Linked DNA regions of Mus musculus: regions 2, 3, 4 and 5 are each linked to region 1. A link is a contact called in public HiChIP or PLAC-seq, Micro-C and promoter capture Hi-C data. All regions are on one chromosome and are shown on one strand. Each heading gives the region's core, a stretch centred on a gene start, on an enhancer-like site or on the middle of the called end of the contact. The rest is flanking DNA. Distances are from core to core; before and after follow the strand shown.

Region 1 (2,901 bases), core at 127-2,626:
CAGCCGCTCCACAGGACAGCCATTCCTTCTGCCGCCCACCCCCCTTAGACCACAGACAGCATATGGGTATTGCTTGTTTAGATCCATCCCACACCCAGACAGAACCTTTCCCTTGGGAGCAGCACAGGGGTCCCACATTCTTGTGTAGTTTGCACAGGTACATGTGCAGTTTCCTGAAGGATGGAGGGAATCTTTGTAAACAGAGATCCACTTGCCAGGATAAAAATGTGGCCACCGCTAGATTTCTCTTACCTACCCGTTGCAACTGGTCCCAGACCAGAATGGCCTCCTCAGAAGGGGAGGTGCTCTTCAAATCTCCCTTAGGGGCTGCATACCTCCCCAGGTAATCAAGCACGGATCTTCTCAGCCAAGCCCATTTCCTGCCCTGAGGTTTGGGAGTGGGATAAGGAGAGGAGACCGACTTCGGAGGTCCCTGAAATAAAGTGATACAATTAGACCTCACATGCTTTTGCTGTCTCCGGAGCGCCGCCCCTCCCCCTTCCCCTTGGGACTGCCACTGTGGGCTCCTCCCCCACCCTGGCGGGACCAAATGGTCCCCCTGCCCTTTGTCCACTAGGCCAGATGGAGGGAAAGGGAGATTGGATTCCCCTCCCCACCCACATACATCCAGGTGCCAAGAGACTCAGCTGAGGGGGGAGGTGTAGGTCAGTGGGACCTATATGAGCCGATTACTGAAAGGGGGAGAATATCTGCTCTGAGATGGGGGAAGGGCAGGCTCAATTCCCCCCCCCCCCCACACACCCACCCACACACATATACACACACACACACAACCTATCCCTTTCCTAGTAAAGGAGTTAATGGCACTCTGACCCTAGCTCCAAAAGGAATTTGGCAGGAGATTGGAAGGATCACGGGACAGGTTGTTTAAGGGCCAAACGGCTCTCATGCCCCTCCTCCAGCTGGTCGGGTAGCCTCTCCTGGGAGGACCAGGACCAGGGTCGGACAGTGCGGACGCCGGAGGTAGCGGGTCTAGGTGGGCTGGACCCCGGAGTGAAGGATGGTGAAGAAGCAAGAGCCGGGGCAGGGCAGAGGGCTGTGGGACAGAAGCCGGGAGGCGCGGCCAGGACTGAGATGAAGGCTGCGGGGAGCTCCGCAGAAGCGCTGGGCGGGAAGGACAGGCCGGGAGAGAGCCATACAGGGAGGATCCGGGGCCCCTGGTGAGCCGCATGGGAAGGGTCCATCGCTCCCTCCCGGAAACGACGGATGCTCGGGGCGCCGGACCGCGCGGGGCGGGGCGGGGCGGGGCGGGGCGGGCGGCTGCGGCACTGGGGCTGCTGGGGCGGGCCCGCCGCGCTGTAATCGGATCCGGGGAGGGGGCGGGGCGGGGCCGGGCCAGGCGGGCCGGGGGGTGGGGGTGGGGGGGCGCGGAGCCGGGCTCCGGGCCGGCCGGGCTCCGCGCCTGTCAAACCCCTCATTGTTCGCAGCTGATGTCACTCGCAGTTGTGAGCGGCCGCCTTTCCCGGGGACAATGTGGGACTGAGCGGCCCAGCCGCTGCCGCCGCCGCAGAACAGCCCCAGCGAGGTAAGGCGCGGGCCGGGCGGGGCACCGCGGGCCATTGAAGTTTGGGGGTTCGCTGGGGGGGGGCGGGGAATCGGCTCCAGTGTGCACCCGATCGCGGTCCTGGGGGGGGGGGCGCTGCGAAGAACACGTTTTCTGTCCAATGCGGCTGAGGCCTGTACAGGTGGGGGGCGTTGGTTTTCCAGGGGAACACCCCACTACAGGGAGGGGTTTCTTGGACCTTGGGTACCAGGTTTGAAGCTCTCATCCTGTTTGCCGTTTCTGTCCTTTGAGCTCTCAGTTCTGGACCTCATGTCCCGGGTTCGGGTTCTACTTCGTCCCTGTTCTCATCTGCCACTCTCTGCAGCTCCTGGCTCTCACACACACCCCTTCCCATTCTCTGCAGTCCTTCGGGGAGCCAGACACAGACCTCCAGGCCAAGGTGGATGGAGATAGTTGGGAGCACAGTGTTCTCCCCCCTTCCTGTGGCTCTTCATCTCCAGCTCTGACCTAGCTTCTTGGCTGGGGTACTGGGGATGGAGGTGAAGGGACTCCGCCACATACTTAAACCTGGCCTTCAGGCATCCCTGGCTAGGAGAGGGAGGTGCCCACCTCCTCACACTCCTAAACCAGGCCCGCCATCTTGAGACCTGTGGCACCCAGAGCCCCGCCCCACCCCGGCACCCAAGGGAATGGTCCTCCAGGGGATGTACCTTGGTCCTTTCACACCCCTTCTCTCAGAATGTGTGGCTTTGGGTTCCCACCAAGCCAAAGACGTTACCTTCTCCCTGGACCAACAAGGCATGTGTCCCCAGGGTTCCTGTCTTCCCTATAAACACACTAAGCTTTGGTCAGGAGTTATCTCTGGCGTTCAGTGTTCAGTGGGGTCACCCTGGTGGCCTCAGGGCCAACATCTGGGAGGGTCTATTGTTTTTTCCATTTGAGAGTATTATCTTTCTAGGTCCTGGAACCCCTTCTTGTTTCAAAGCACCCCTATCCCAGCCCCCACCCCGTAGCCTTCATCAGCACGCAGGCTCAGGCTGCCCAAACACAAGGGGATTGTTCTCTTTGCATGCTCAGGGTGGGGGGCTGGGAGCGGGCGGCCCACACACCCTGGCAGGCCCAGGCTGCAGAGAGGATGGCTTGCCCCACCCTGTGTCCCCAGACAGGCTCTGTCCACCCGCCCACTCTCCTCCAGCCTCCATTCCCAGTTCCTAGCTCCTGAAGGAAAGAAAGAGCGCTAAGCTGTACAGGTGGACCCACGGGGTCTCCTGGCCTGCCCGACGCCTCCCATGCAGTCCGCTAAACAACCCCCTTCCTCCCTAGGCCTCTGGTTCCTCTCTTGATTGGTGAGGCTTTTCCAGTTGTGATTGGCTGAG
Region 2 (2,901 bases), core at 206-2,705, 1.4 Mb after region 1:
CTGGATTCAATGAGCAGCAAGGGTGTTCTGCTGGTTGAGAACTGAGTCCTACCTAACCTGCCTTATAGACCACATACACTATAGATAATCCTATAGATTTTATAAGCAGATAAGCATTTATATAAGTGTACTACTAGTTAAGGAGCTAAATAAAATTCAGACTCAAAGTTTTTAGGGTCTCAATGCAGCTTAGGGCGCTTCAAACCTGACATCCTCCTGCCTCATCCTCCTAAACTTCAGGATTAAACTCCACTAAGCCTGGCAGTAGATTCAACCACTATGTTTCCTCAAGTTAGTATTTTAGTGCTAAGTTACTTTCCACATTGTCATTAGCTGTTGACACTTTCCCCTTTGATTCTCACAAGCTTAGTAATGTTAACTGTGACATATTTAGTCAACAGGAAGTTGAAAACTAACAATCCTAAGGCACAATCCAGAGTTCAGAAAATGACCTGGGTGATCAAGCGGATAAAAAAGAAAAAAAAAAAAACCTACTCCTTAACTTATATCCAATTAGTCTGAAATTAATAAGAATGCCTAGGGTGGGGGTGAGGGGGAGGAGAAAATATACAAACTACCTCAAGTATATGTGCTCTACAAATAAGGCCTTTTGTTTTTAATTAAGAAACGCAACCCCACACTTGAATTCATTAGCTCAACGTCAATTATAAAGTTAAAAGAAAAGCACATTATTAACAACGCCAAAAGGAATCTAAAGCACGAATATGTGGGAACATCACTCTCCTCCTACATTCGCCCAACCGGTACAGAACCCACCAGTCACCCTCGCCCACCTCCCGGTTCTACGGGCCCGTGGGCCAGGTTCTGAACTCTCGCACCTTCCTGGTTGGGTGTCTGGGTGGGCGGCCAAGGTTACTTGCAGGGCACAAGAGTTCCGTATCTAGTGATGTCTCTCAGGACAAGATCACAAACACAAGGGGAAAGAGAAAGAAATCTCTCCTGCAGCACCACAGAGCTGAGCGCCAGAACCGCTGCCACGCGCGGGTCCCTCGCCCCACAGCTGGCCGCTCCGCGCTGGGACCGGTAATTCTACAGCCGCCTCGGGCCCCGCCCCGGGCCCGCGACCGTTCCGGGGCGTTCCTGCCGCGAGCGGCGCCTCCCGCGACACACGACTGTTTTCGCAAGCGAGCGAGGCCGCGGCCGCCCCGTGTCTTCGAAGCCACGGCTGCTAGGCCGCGCGGGCCCGCGATTTCCAGAGCCGCCAGGCCCGCTGACCCCGTCCCAGAAGCTCGGGCACGCCCTCTCTCCTAGCCTGGGCCCTTACCAAAGCAGCGTAGCCGCCGCGGCCCGCTTCTCCTCCTCCTCAGAGGCCGCCACGGACCCAGCGTCCCGGAGACCGGAACTTCCTCCCGGTGGGCTCCGGCTTCCACAAAGGCGTCGCGCCACCGCCTTCAGCGCTGGGCCCGCCGGGAGATGAAGTACGGCCGCAAATCCCGCGGCCTCCTCTCCCGCCGTGCCCTGCGCGCAGCGGCTTTGACGGCTGGTGGAGCTGCTGCCCAATGGAAAGGCACGCTGTTAGCCACTGCCCAATTAGAAGGCACGCTTCTCCGCAGGGCCTGCCGGGAGTTATGGTTTGGCTTCAGTGCTGTCACTGCTTCTCTGGTGTTTTCCTCGCAAGTGTGCAAGGGGTCCGGGTGGCTTAGACAGCCTAGTGACACACCCTGCCAGGTGCTGGGGGACGGTCCTGCCTTGCCCCTTGGGAAAGAGAGAGATTGTCAGTTCGGGTGCAGAAAATGGGAGGAGATCTTTCCGGTCTTATTCCGTTACGGCAAAGGGCTGCTGGCTTTTCGGCTACATAAATAAGACCCCTTCTACCTAAGTCCAGAGAATAAATGCAAAAGTACTGCTTGAGTTGAAGTATTAGGACCCAAAGACTCGTCCTTTTTTACCTTCCGACAGACTTCTGGTCAAACACTCCAGGCGGAAATCATCCGTGTAAAAAGGTTCAGTAGCTCAACCCATTAAAAAAAAATAATAAAACTTGTTTCTACAGGTCCCGCTAGCTCTAGGCAATAAATGTAGACACGCGTGACTCGCCACAAAAACTGCACATCGTAATTCTAACGGAAAGAAAGCAAAGTAACTGTTGATACGCAACCTCTTCCAGAATCTTCCAGCTAATGATCTACCTGACTCCCAAGTTCTCAGGTAGATTGTCTATATTGTGAGGGGTTTGCTTATCCCAGCCACCTGGTGCCTTGTGTGTATGCCCTGGCGATATATGATATTGTAGCCTAATTCGATTCTTCAAGGTCAAAGAAAGACACTTGGAGAAACAGTTCATCAGTTAAAAACACTGGTTGCTCTCCAGAGGTTCAATTCCCAAAAACTACGTGGCGGTTCACAATCCTCTGTTCCTTCAGTTCAAAGAGATCCAATGCTCTTTTCTAGCCTCTGAGGGGACTGTACATATGTGACAAATAAAATATCAATAAATGCTGCTGCCATAAATGCCCACTGGAAAAAGCTGGGCATGGAGACAGGAAGTGATGGTGCAATACTTTAATCCCTCCACTCCAGAGGCAGAAACAGATGTACCTTTGAGTTCAAGGCAAGCCTGTTCTACAGAGTGAGTTCTAGTACAGTCTGGGCTACAAAAAGGAACCCCTGTGTGATGGTTTGCATATGCTCAGCTCAGGGAGTGGCACTATTAGAAGTTGTGACCCTGTTGGAGTAGGTGTGTCACTGTGGGTGTAGGCAATAAGATTCTTATCCTAGCTGCCTGGAAGTCAGTATTCTGCTAGCAGCTTTCAGGTAAAGATGTAGAACTCTCAGCTCCTCCTAAGTCATGTCTTCCTGGATGCCATGTTCCTGCCTTGAGGATAATGAACTGAACCTCTAAACCTGTAAACCAGCCCCAATTAAATGTTGTAATTTCTA
Region 3 (2,901 bases), core at 205-2,704, 1.1 Mb after region 1:
TTCCCATCACCTGGCACAACTCATGCAGACCTTCCTGAGAGGAAGGGTGCAAAGGGCAGCCAGCCACCAAGGGAAACAGGGTCAAGGGGCTCTCCTCCCCGCCCCCCTGGCCCTTTCCGCCTGGAGGGCAGCAGGAAGTGAGGAGAAAGAGCAGGGATGGGAGGCGGGAGGGAGTGGGTGGGAAGGAATGGGGTTTATCAAATCCCCAGCAGACTGCCCAGAGGGCAGCAGCTGGCGCAAGGAACCTGGCTGGAGAGACTCTACTCAGGTGAGCGCAGAGTAGTACATAAAGCTAGTCCGCACTGCCATAAATGCGTGTACTCCTGCGGCGCTCCCTAGCTTCCAAGCTTGCGGTAGGGAAAGGGGCTGGCGGCCAGAAGCGGACTTTCGGAGATTTGAGTCGTGCATTGGAGAGCAGATCTAAGAGGCGAGGGTACAGGTCTAAACCTAGTCCTCACTGGAAGGGGATTGCAAGGCAGAAAGGTTCAGAATATGGAGTCGGGGTACTAGGGAGACACTGAAGCCTCCTTTCTACGAAGTCAGGCCCGAAACTTTGGCAAATTGCTCTTTATTTGGAGTTGAGTGGGTACCCCTATGGACAACCATCCCACCTTCACCTCGTCGCAGAGACTGGTCCGGGGAGAATCCAGTAAATTGGCAAGCCCTGGCGTGGATCCGGTGAAAGTGGCTAGATCACTTTCCCCTTTGGCCCGACTGAACTTCAATCCCTTTGGCAAGGCAGCGACCCACCCCCCTGGTTACCAGGACAACCACTATGTCTGCTTTGCCAAAGGAGGGCTCAGAAGCTGTACTAGGCCCCCTCCTCTAGACGGGCAAAACAAAAGGCGGGGCTTCCTTCTGACCGCAGACAGACTAGTGGAGGGAACCTGGGCTCAGCGAAGGCGGGTCATTAATGTTCCAAGAGGTTCTGGATCCACTCGTGTCAAAATCTCTTACACTAGACAAAGGGCCCACTTTGCTAGAGTCCATATTCAGACAGGTGGGATTGAATCCGCAGCTACCCCCAGTCAAGGCTTCAGCTATAAGCTTTTATTTCAAATGCCATTACCACCACTACCCCCTCATTCCGCTCGCGCCCGCCCCATCCAATGTTCTATCCCTTTAAGAGGCCAGCTGCAAAGAGTGGATTGTTCCACTGACGACAGATTGTGGGGGTAATATCTCAGGCTGGTTAGCTCTGGTGGCTAAAACCAGCGGGAATCCCCATTCCAGGAGGTATTCAATCTCAGATACATAACTATGTTCCTCTACAGAAGATCTAAGGGTCCTCGAACTCGAAACGCAGCACTGGCAAAAAGGAAGAGAAACACACCCTCCCTACGAGGCCGTAAATTCTGCCATCCACCCACCTCCGAGGCAGGATTCTTAAAGGGCCCGCGGGCCTCGGGGCGGAGCCAACAGAGGCTCGAGCTGGGGCAGTGCTTGGGCGAAGGGCCGGATCGGGCTTGGTTGGTACCAGGATGGCGGCGGCCCTGGCGTGGGTCCTGGTGGCGCCTGGTTCGAGGTGAGGGCGGGCGTCGCAAGCCTGGTGACTCTCTTCCTGTGAGATGGGCTCTGAATCTCTAGGGGCGCCCTCATAAGTGACCCAGGAACCCCACCCCCACCCGGCTGAACTCTGGCCCCACGTGCGGGGCGGGGGCGGGGTCCCGCACAAAGACCGGAGTGGAATACTCTTTACCCGGGACCCCTTGTGCTGGGAGGTGAGGGTGTGGGCCGGTCGCGAAGTGCTCACACAGATTCTTGGTGGCTGTGGTGGGAAGGGCAGGTCGGCGAGCACCGCGGTGGGAAGTCCGCTGCCCCTTTGTCCCCGGGGCGCCTCCTCCTATCCTAAGAGTGTCGGTGCCCGAGACTAAGTCCTGACGTTCTTGCTCTTCTGCTTGGCGCACATTGCACAGATACCAGTTCCTCTGCAGTGTACCTAACAGCTTCCCAGCTTCTGTATGCGTTGTGCCCCAAATGCTGTCTCTTCTCAGAATCAATTCTGAGTTCGTAATGAGGGTGGGGGACATGGGGTGTTCAGAGTGTTTTAAAACTATTTACTGTATGGTATACAGGCATGTAAGTGACTCTAGCAGTGAGTCGGTAGCCTAATCAGTCCCTTTTTCAGAAAGGACATGGACCTAAAGGAGATTCTTGCCCAACCACGGGCAGCTCCCTGCTCTAGAAAGAGCTCTGTGGTTTCGGTAAATTCCCTAAGGTCTTTTGCCTACCCATCAGCATCCTGCTATCTCCCAAACCTGTTACAGCCTCGGCCATCTGAGCAGGAGCATGGTGTGCCGCACAGTATGGGTTTGGGGAGTTTATGTGGGATGAAGGTGCGTACACATCTCTGGAATTTGCTAGACTGACTTGTTCTCTCTCACACTTTCTTCAGTTCCTGAGCTGCTACCAGGCAGGTAACACTTCCTGTAGCCCCCAGCATGCGGGCAGGACTAGGTCCCATCATCACACTGGCCCTAGTGCTGGAGGTAGCATGGGCCGGGGAGCTTAAGCCCACAGCGCCGCCCATCTTCACTGGCCGACCCTTTGTGGTAGCATGGAACGTGCCCACACAAGAATGTGCCCCACGCCACAAAGTGCCACTGGACCTTAGGGCCTTCGATGTGAAGGCTACACCGAATGAGGGTTTTTTCAACCAGAATATCACCACCTTCTACTACGACCGTCTAGGCCTGTATCCACGTTTTGATGCAGCCGGGACATCTGTGCATGGCGGTGTGCCTCAGAACGGCAGCCTCTGTGCACACCTGCCCATGCTGAAGGAATCTGTGGAACGCTACATCCAGACCCAGGAGCCTGGGGGGCTGGCAGTCATTGACTGGGAGGAATGGCGGCCTGTATGGGTTCGAAACTGGCAGGAGAAAGATGTTTACCGACAGT
Region 4 (2,901 bases), core at 226-2,725, 1.1 Mb after region 1:
TGCCCCCCTGCCCAGACCCACCCCCCAGGGCATCCTGGCCTGTCCCTGTCCCCTTTCCACAACTTGGGCTTCAGGCATCGACAGGGGAGCTGGTAAGATGCAAACCCTCCAAGGACGCTCAGCCCAATTTCAGGACTTCCTGTCTCTTGGCCCTCTGGCTAGGAACAGTTAGTTTCTCAATGGCCTTCCCTGGATCTCTTGCAGCTTCAGGCCTTCCTCACTGACACACTACTCGACCAGTTGCCCAATCTTGCCGATCTGAAGGGTTTCCTGGCCCACCTGTCCCTGGCTGAAACCCAGCCCCCTAAGAAGGACCTAGTGTTAGAACAGGTAAGGCCCTAGAACATGCTTGGGAGTGCTTGGGACGGTGGTCCACTTTTCCGGCTCCTTCCTCCCTGTCTCCATTACACTTTTTTAGATCCCAGAAATCTGGGATCGCCTGGAGAGAGAGAACAAAGGGAAATGGCAGGCTATCGCCAAGCACCAGCTTCAGCACGTATTCAGCCTCTCGGAGAAGGATCTTCGTCAACAAGCACAGAGGTAAAGTCCACTGAGTGGCTGAAGTCACGTGCATAGGACCAAGGAGGGAAGGTCACCTAGTGCTTCTGTGCACCTACCTGCCCGGTCCGTCCATTCAGCTCTTCTCGACTCCTCCCCCAGGTGGGCTGAAACCTACAGGCTGGATGTCCTAGAGGCAGTAGCTCCGGAGAGGCCCCGCTGCGGCTACTGCAACGCAGAGGCCTCCAAGCGCTGCTCCAGATGCCAGAATGTGTGGTATTGCTGCAGGTGAGGCGATCCTGGGACCTTAGTTGCCCCCCTAAGCTCCAACCCTGGGTTCTCCTACAAGCCCTGTCATTGTCATGCAACCCACCCCGCTGCAGGGAGTGTCAAGTCAAGCACTGGGAGAAGCACGGAAAGACATGTGTTCTAGCAGCCCAAGGTGACAGAGCCAAGTGAAGGCCGTAGCTGCCGAGGGCCGACAGAAGAGCGCACCCAGACTGTGACTGAGCTTCAGGGACTCGTGGCTCGCCCCTGTCAGACCTCAATTTCCCTGGTGAGCACAGCTGAGTCAAGTAGAGCTGCAAACCACCACACTCTTCACTTCCTGCCCCACCCAGCGAATACGCAGAGGACCAGGCCACAGCATCAGCAAACTGGCAGACAGGGTTGGGGGGTGTAAGCAAGGGCCGGATGTGGAGACCCTCTTCCTTTCGCACAATAAAGCAGACTCATGAAACGCAACAGTGTGGCGCTGTACAGTCATCCTTGGGGTCGGGGGAGAAGACTGGACGGAAAGATTGGGAAGGGGCTCTTTGAAAGGGCCCACCCCTGTGCCGTGCCCCGCCCACAAGTCCACACGGTCGGCTCGCCTAGGGTTCCAGCGCGTCCTCCTCGGCTCTTTCCCGCCGCCCTGCCTGGATCCTGGGGGCGGTGCCGAAGTCGCGGCCCGCCCTGCGGCCTCGCCCGCTCGGTACTCACTAGCTGCTAGTCCGCTACAGCACCGGCCTGACCGGGCCATGTCGGCGGAGCCAGAACTCATTGAACTACGCGAGCTGGCACCGTCCGGGCGCATCGGTCCAGGCCGTACCCGGCTGGAGCGTGCCAACGCTCTGCGCATCGCCCCGGGTACAACACGCAATCCGTCACAGCAGCACGTCCCGGGTCGTGGCCACCGTTTCCAGCCTGCAGGGCCCACCACGCACACGTGGTGCGACCTCTGTGGAGACTTCATCTGGGGCGTCGTGCGCAAGGGCCTACAGTGCGCGCGTGAGTAAGCGGCCCCACACAGCCAGCGACTACGGAAAGGGAGGCAGCACCATAGTTGCGGGTCAAGCGGCAGTGGAGGGCTGGTCAGTTGTGATGATCCTGCAGACCAGATCTCCTGGCCTTGCTCCATCAGGGAGAGTGCTTGAGAAAATGGTTTATCACTTGTCACGCTCTGTCCGTGCACAGTTGGGCAGAGTTAGTTGTCTGTGAATAAGAAGGTGCTTCAAGTTTGTCTTTAAAGTGCTTGTGCCCTTTCTTGAAAAGCCTTTGTGCCTGCTGAGCTCTGAGCCTACATTCCGAGGCCCGCCTCTTCCCAACGATTGGCTCACTGTGTTCCCCCTCTAGATTCCTGGGTGACGTCTCCCACATTAATAGGGGGCCAGAAAAAGTTAGAACCTTAGTTAGGCTCCTTGTTAGTAGGAATTCTATTGAAACTTCAGTCAAGGTTGTTTTGAGTCAAGGATGCAGAGGCTAAAACATGGAGTCCAGCCACACACACAATGAGTGGTCCTTCTGACCTAGGAATTACCAGCAAACAGAACCACGCAGGACAATATATACCTTCCAGTCTCCTCGCGCCTACTTCTCCTCTCAGACTTGTTGACTCCGTTGTTGAAAGTGGACCTTAGGCATCCTGGTTTTTCTGTTTTGGTTTGGTTTTTTGGTTGTTTTGTTGTGTTTTAAGACAGGGTTTCACTCTGCAGCCCTGGCTTGCCTAGAACTCTCTATGCAGACCAGGCTGTGACAAGCAACCCACCTGCCCCTGCCTCCCAAGTTCTGATGTATAGTTTTGAGTTGAGAATCGGTGCTTTGGGCCATATAGGAACTTAAAAATGGCACTGTAGGCCTGTGTGTGCCTCCAGATCATCTCATTCACTATACAAGTATGTCACAAACTCAGCTAGTGTAGCAGTTTGTGACAGAATGCCACATGAGAGCAAGAGCTGCGGCATCTCAGCATTCACAAGGAGAAAGAAAGCTGCTCTGGGGTTCTTGTCTAGGAAGCAAGACAGTTTGGGAGATAAGGAAGAAACCAAAGGCAAATGGAGGGTTTGCTTCAGATTGGGCTTACAGTGATAACTTGTTGAGATAGGAACCCTGGGGTGGAGTGAAGTGGGGAAAAAAATGACATTT
Region 5 (2,901 bases), core at 131-2,630, 1.1 Mb after region 1:
CCTTGTAATATAATTAATCACATTTAAAAATATGCATATATATGTGTGTATATATATATGTGTGTGTATATATATATATATATATATATAACAAAAATCTCAGGGTTGGGGAGATGACTCCATAGTTAATAATGCCTGATGCTCTTACAGAGAACCTGTACCCCAGCACCCACATCTGGTGGCTCAGAAATCCAGCTTCCGACATGCTGTGGCCTCTGTGGTGGCTTGCACACTTAACGGCATATACACACAAAGACACACATACATGTAAATAAAATAACTTTTTTGGGGGTGGGGGAGGGTCGAGACAGGGTTTCTCTGTATAGCCCTGGCTGTCCTAAAACTCACTTTGTAGACCAGGCTGGCCTCGAACTCAGAAATCCACCTGCCTCTTCCTCCCGAGTGCTGGGATTAAAGGTGTGTGCCACCACGCCCGGCTATAAAATAACTTTTAAATACATCTCAAACACCCTGTTGACAGCCACTATAGCATAAAGTTGAGCCTAGACCAACTTGGCACTTATAGAGAGACTTAAATATATTTTTTCTTTAATGTTCATTGGTGTTTTGCCTGCATGTGTGTCTGTGTAAGGGTGTCAGAAACCCTGGAACTGGAGTTACAGTTATGAGCTGCCATGTGGTTGCTGGGAATTGAACCCAGGTCCTCTAGAAGAGCAGTCAGTGCTCTTAACCGCTAATCCATCGCTCCAGCTCAAGGGAGATTTCTCTGTCCAGTGGAATCAAGTGGGAAAAGAGTCGCTGAAGTAGCACAGCCTTGACCCTTATTCCCCCTTAGGTGGAAAGTTCATGTACAATTACAAGTACAATTCGCTGGAACAAGGACAATGTGAACGAACACCCAATACAACAATGGCAAGTCGTTTACACAGTTGCCTTCTTTGATCGTTAAGATAGGAAGAGCCTGCCATCATCATCATTTTTAAGGCTCCTGAAATTGCAGCGGGGAACTTGGTCAATAACACAGTGACTACAAATGACTGAACAAGCCCATCTTAGGCTTCACTTGCCAGACGACAGTTTCTGGTTAGTTCACACACGTTGGTACAACTCATCAGAACCGTTCACATTCTTATGTACCTGCTTACAAAGACACTGCTGTACCTGTACAAATCCTAAATAGAGCCAATCTCCTCCAAAGAATTGAGCAAGTGTGTGTGGCCCAAGGCGGTGCTACCTCTTGAACCCGCCCACTTAACACCTCCCTTTACTGCATCAGGAATACTGATCTCAACTTCCATAACTCCTAAGAACTGGAGGAGTAAGCACTGAAAACTACAACTCCCAAGCTCCCTAGCCCGTACACTCTACGGGACCGGTCGGCGCACAGCTTCTGGGACTTGTGGTTCTATGAAGAAACCGGTCGGCTAGGTCCCAAGGACTCCGTATCCCAGCATGCCGAGAAGCCGGAAGGCAAGCGCTCAGAGGGCGTACTGCCGCGGCCGCCGGCGGGGGCGCGCAGGCGCGGCGCCCCTGTTTGTCGGCCCCGGAGAGGGGAGGAGGTACCGTCAAGCCAAAACCCTAGCCCAGCCGGAGCTAAACGGGCTTGACTTGGGCCGGAACGAGGCACCAGTTCCCCGCAGATCGCAGAGTCTCAGAGTGGATGGAGGAAGCCTAGCCTTGAGATTAACGCTAGCCTGGCCGCTGGGCCGACGGAACCCGCAGGCAGGCGAGCCCAAGCTACCCAGGGCCTAACGACAGGTCCCCGGCAAGAAGACTTTCTCCTCGCTTTGGAACTACAACCGGATCAAACCGGAACCAGAGCCTTCCCACGGAACAGAAGCCAGTGAAGTAGCCGGGCCCGGGCCTCCCGTCGGGGCCGAACTGGGACGAGGCCCCGGGGAGGCCCCTAGGCCACCTTCCACACATTCCCTTAAGCCAACGTCCGCCAGGAAGATGCAACGCGCCCTACCTGGTGCCCGCCAACATCTGGGGGCCATCCTGGCCAGCGCCAGCGTGGTGGTGAAGGCACTGTGCGCCGTGGTACTGTTTCTCTACCTGCTTTCCTTCGCTGTGGACACGGGCTGCCTGGCCGTCACCCCAGGCTACCTTTTCCCACCCAACTTCTGGATCTGGACCCTGGCCACCCACGGGCTCATGGAACAGCACGTGTGGGACGTGGCCATTAGCCTGGCCACAGTGGTTGTGGCCGGGCGATTACTGGAGCCCCTCTGGGGAGCCTTGGAGCTGCTCATCTTCTTCTCGGTGGTGAATGTGTCAGTGGGGCTTCTGGGGGCCCTCGCCTACCTCCTCACCTACATGGCTTCCTTCAACTTGGTTTACCTGTTCACTATTCGTATCCACGGCGCCCTGGGTTTCCTAGGTGGTGTTCTGGTAGCCCTCAAGCAAACTATGGGAGACTGTGTGGTTCTGCGAGTGCCCCAGGTCCGCGTCAGCGTCGTTCCCATGCTGTTGCTGGCGTTGCTGCTACTCCTCCGGTTGGCCACGCTGCTCCAGAGCCCAGCCCTGGCTTCCTACGGCTTTGGGCTGCTATCCAGTTGGGTGTATCTTCGCTTCTATCAGCGCCATAGCCGGGGCCGAGGGGACATGGCTGACCATTTTGCTTTTGCCACCTTCTTCCCGGAGATCCTGCAACCGGTGGTGGGGCTGCTAGCGAACTTGGTGCACGGCCTCCTGGTGAAAGTAAAGATATGCCAGAAGACAGTGAAGCGCTACGATGTGGGAGCGCCGTCGTCCATCACTATCAGCCTCCCAGGCACAGACCCTCAAGATGCGGAGCGCAGAAGGTACTGGGAACTTCTCTAAAATCTTGGTAGCTAGACTGTTGGTGTGGCCACATAACCAGCCATTGAGATGTTTGCTCTATATAGGCTGGAGAGCTACAGGCAGGTGTTGGGAGCGGCTTCAGAAAAGGGATTCAGG

The links. Promoter capture Hi-C pulls out the DNA fragments that hold promoters and counts their contacts. Hi-C and Micro-C count contacts between places; a contact is called where the count stands out from the background. HiChIP or PLAC-seq counts read pairs in DNA pulled down with a chosen protein or histone mark.
Region 2: a promoter capture Hi-C map of maxillary cranial neural crest shows a contact between it and region 1. The contact joins the promoter of Rbm6 here to the promoter of Pcbp4 in region 1. A contact is called at or near these places in 2 of 39 promoter capture datasets (the 3T3-L1 cell line and maxillary cranial neural crest).
Region 3: an HNF4G HiChIP or PLAC-seq map of pancreatic cancer cells shows a contact between it and region 1. The contact joins the promoter of Hyal2 here to the promoter of Pcbp4 in region 1. A contact is called at or near these places in 11 of 39 promoter capture datasets (the 3T3-L1 cell line, the C10 cell line, cranial neural crest and 6 more), 1 of 484 Hi-C or Micro-C datasets (embryonic stem cells) and 5 of 115 datasets of contacts at active chromatin or transcription factors (craniofacial prominence, embryonic stem cells, large pre-B cells and 1 more).
Region 4: a contact with region 1 is called in a Micro-C map of embryonic stem cells, with 2.9 times the contacts expected there. The contact joins the promoter of Rassf1 here to the promoter of Pcbp4 in region 1. A contact is called at or near these places in 14 of 39 promoter capture datasets (the 3T3-L1 cell line, the C10 cell line, cranial neural crest and 8 more), 6 of 484 Hi-C or Micro-C datasets (B cells, the C2C12 cell line, cerebellum and 2 more), 2 of 115 datasets of contacts at active chromatin or transcription factors (embryonic stem cells and pancreatic cancer cells) and 2 of 9 other capture datasets (adipose tissue and liver).
Region 5: a contact with region 1 is called in a promoter capture Hi-C map of neural stem cells. The contact joins the promoter of Tmem115 here to the promoter of Pcbp4 in region 1. A contact is called at or near these places in 9 of 39 promoter capture datasets (the 3T3-L1 cell line, cranial neural crest, frontonasal cranial neural crest and 5 more), 4 of 484 Hi-C or Micro-C datasets (B cells, the C2C12 cell line, CD8 T cells and 1 more), 5 of 115 datasets of contacts at active chromatin or transcription factors (embryonic stem cells, extraembryonic endoderm stem cells, pancreatic cancer cells and 1 more) and 3 of 9 other capture datasets (adipose tissue, liver and macrophages).

Annotation. Positions count from the first base shown.
Region 1 is chr9:106,452,462-106,455,362 of GRCm38.p6, forward strand. Pcbp4 (poly(rC) binding protein 4) reads left to right here and starts at 1,377. Exons shown (of 13, transcript NM_021567.5): 1 at 1,377-1,546. It overlaps Abhd14b (abhydrolase domain containing 14b), which reads left to right. Exons shown (of 4, transcript NM_029631.3): 4 at 1-457.
Region 2 is chr9:107,871,364-107,874,264 of GRCm38.p6, forward strand. Rbm6 (RNA binding motif protein 6) reads right to left here and starts at 1,456. Exons shown (of 21, transcript NM_011251.3): 1 at 1,286-1,456.
Region 3 is chr9:107,567,709-107,570,609 of GRCm38.p6, forward strand. It overlaps Hyal2 (hyaluronoglucosaminidase 2), which reads left to right and starts at 1,455. Exons shown (of 4, transcript NM_010489.2): 1 at 1,455-1,525; 2 at 2,396-2,901. The coding sequence starts at 2,442.
Region 4 is chr9:107,550,080-107,552,980 of GRCm38.p6, forward strand. Rassf1 (Ras association (RalGDS/AF-6) domain family member 1) reads left to right here and starts at 1,476. Exons shown (of 6, transcript NM_001243748.1): 1 at 1,476-1,767. The coding sequence starts at 1,518. Zmynd10 (zinc finger, MYND domain containing 10) reads left to right here. Exons shown (of 12, transcript NM_053253.4): 9 at 205-330; 10 at 419-540; 11 at 661-786; 12 at 882-1,242. The coding sequence ends at 957. It overlaps Gm34106 (predicted gene, 34106), which reads right to left and starts at 758. Exons shown (of 2, transcript NR_168657.1): 1 at 618-758.
Region 5 is chr9:107,532,565-107,535,465 of GRCm38.p6, forward strand. It overlaps Tmem115 (transmembrane protein 115), which reads left to right and starts at 1,381. Exons shown (of 2, transcript NM_019704.2): 1 at 1,381-2,765. The coding sequence starts at 1,915.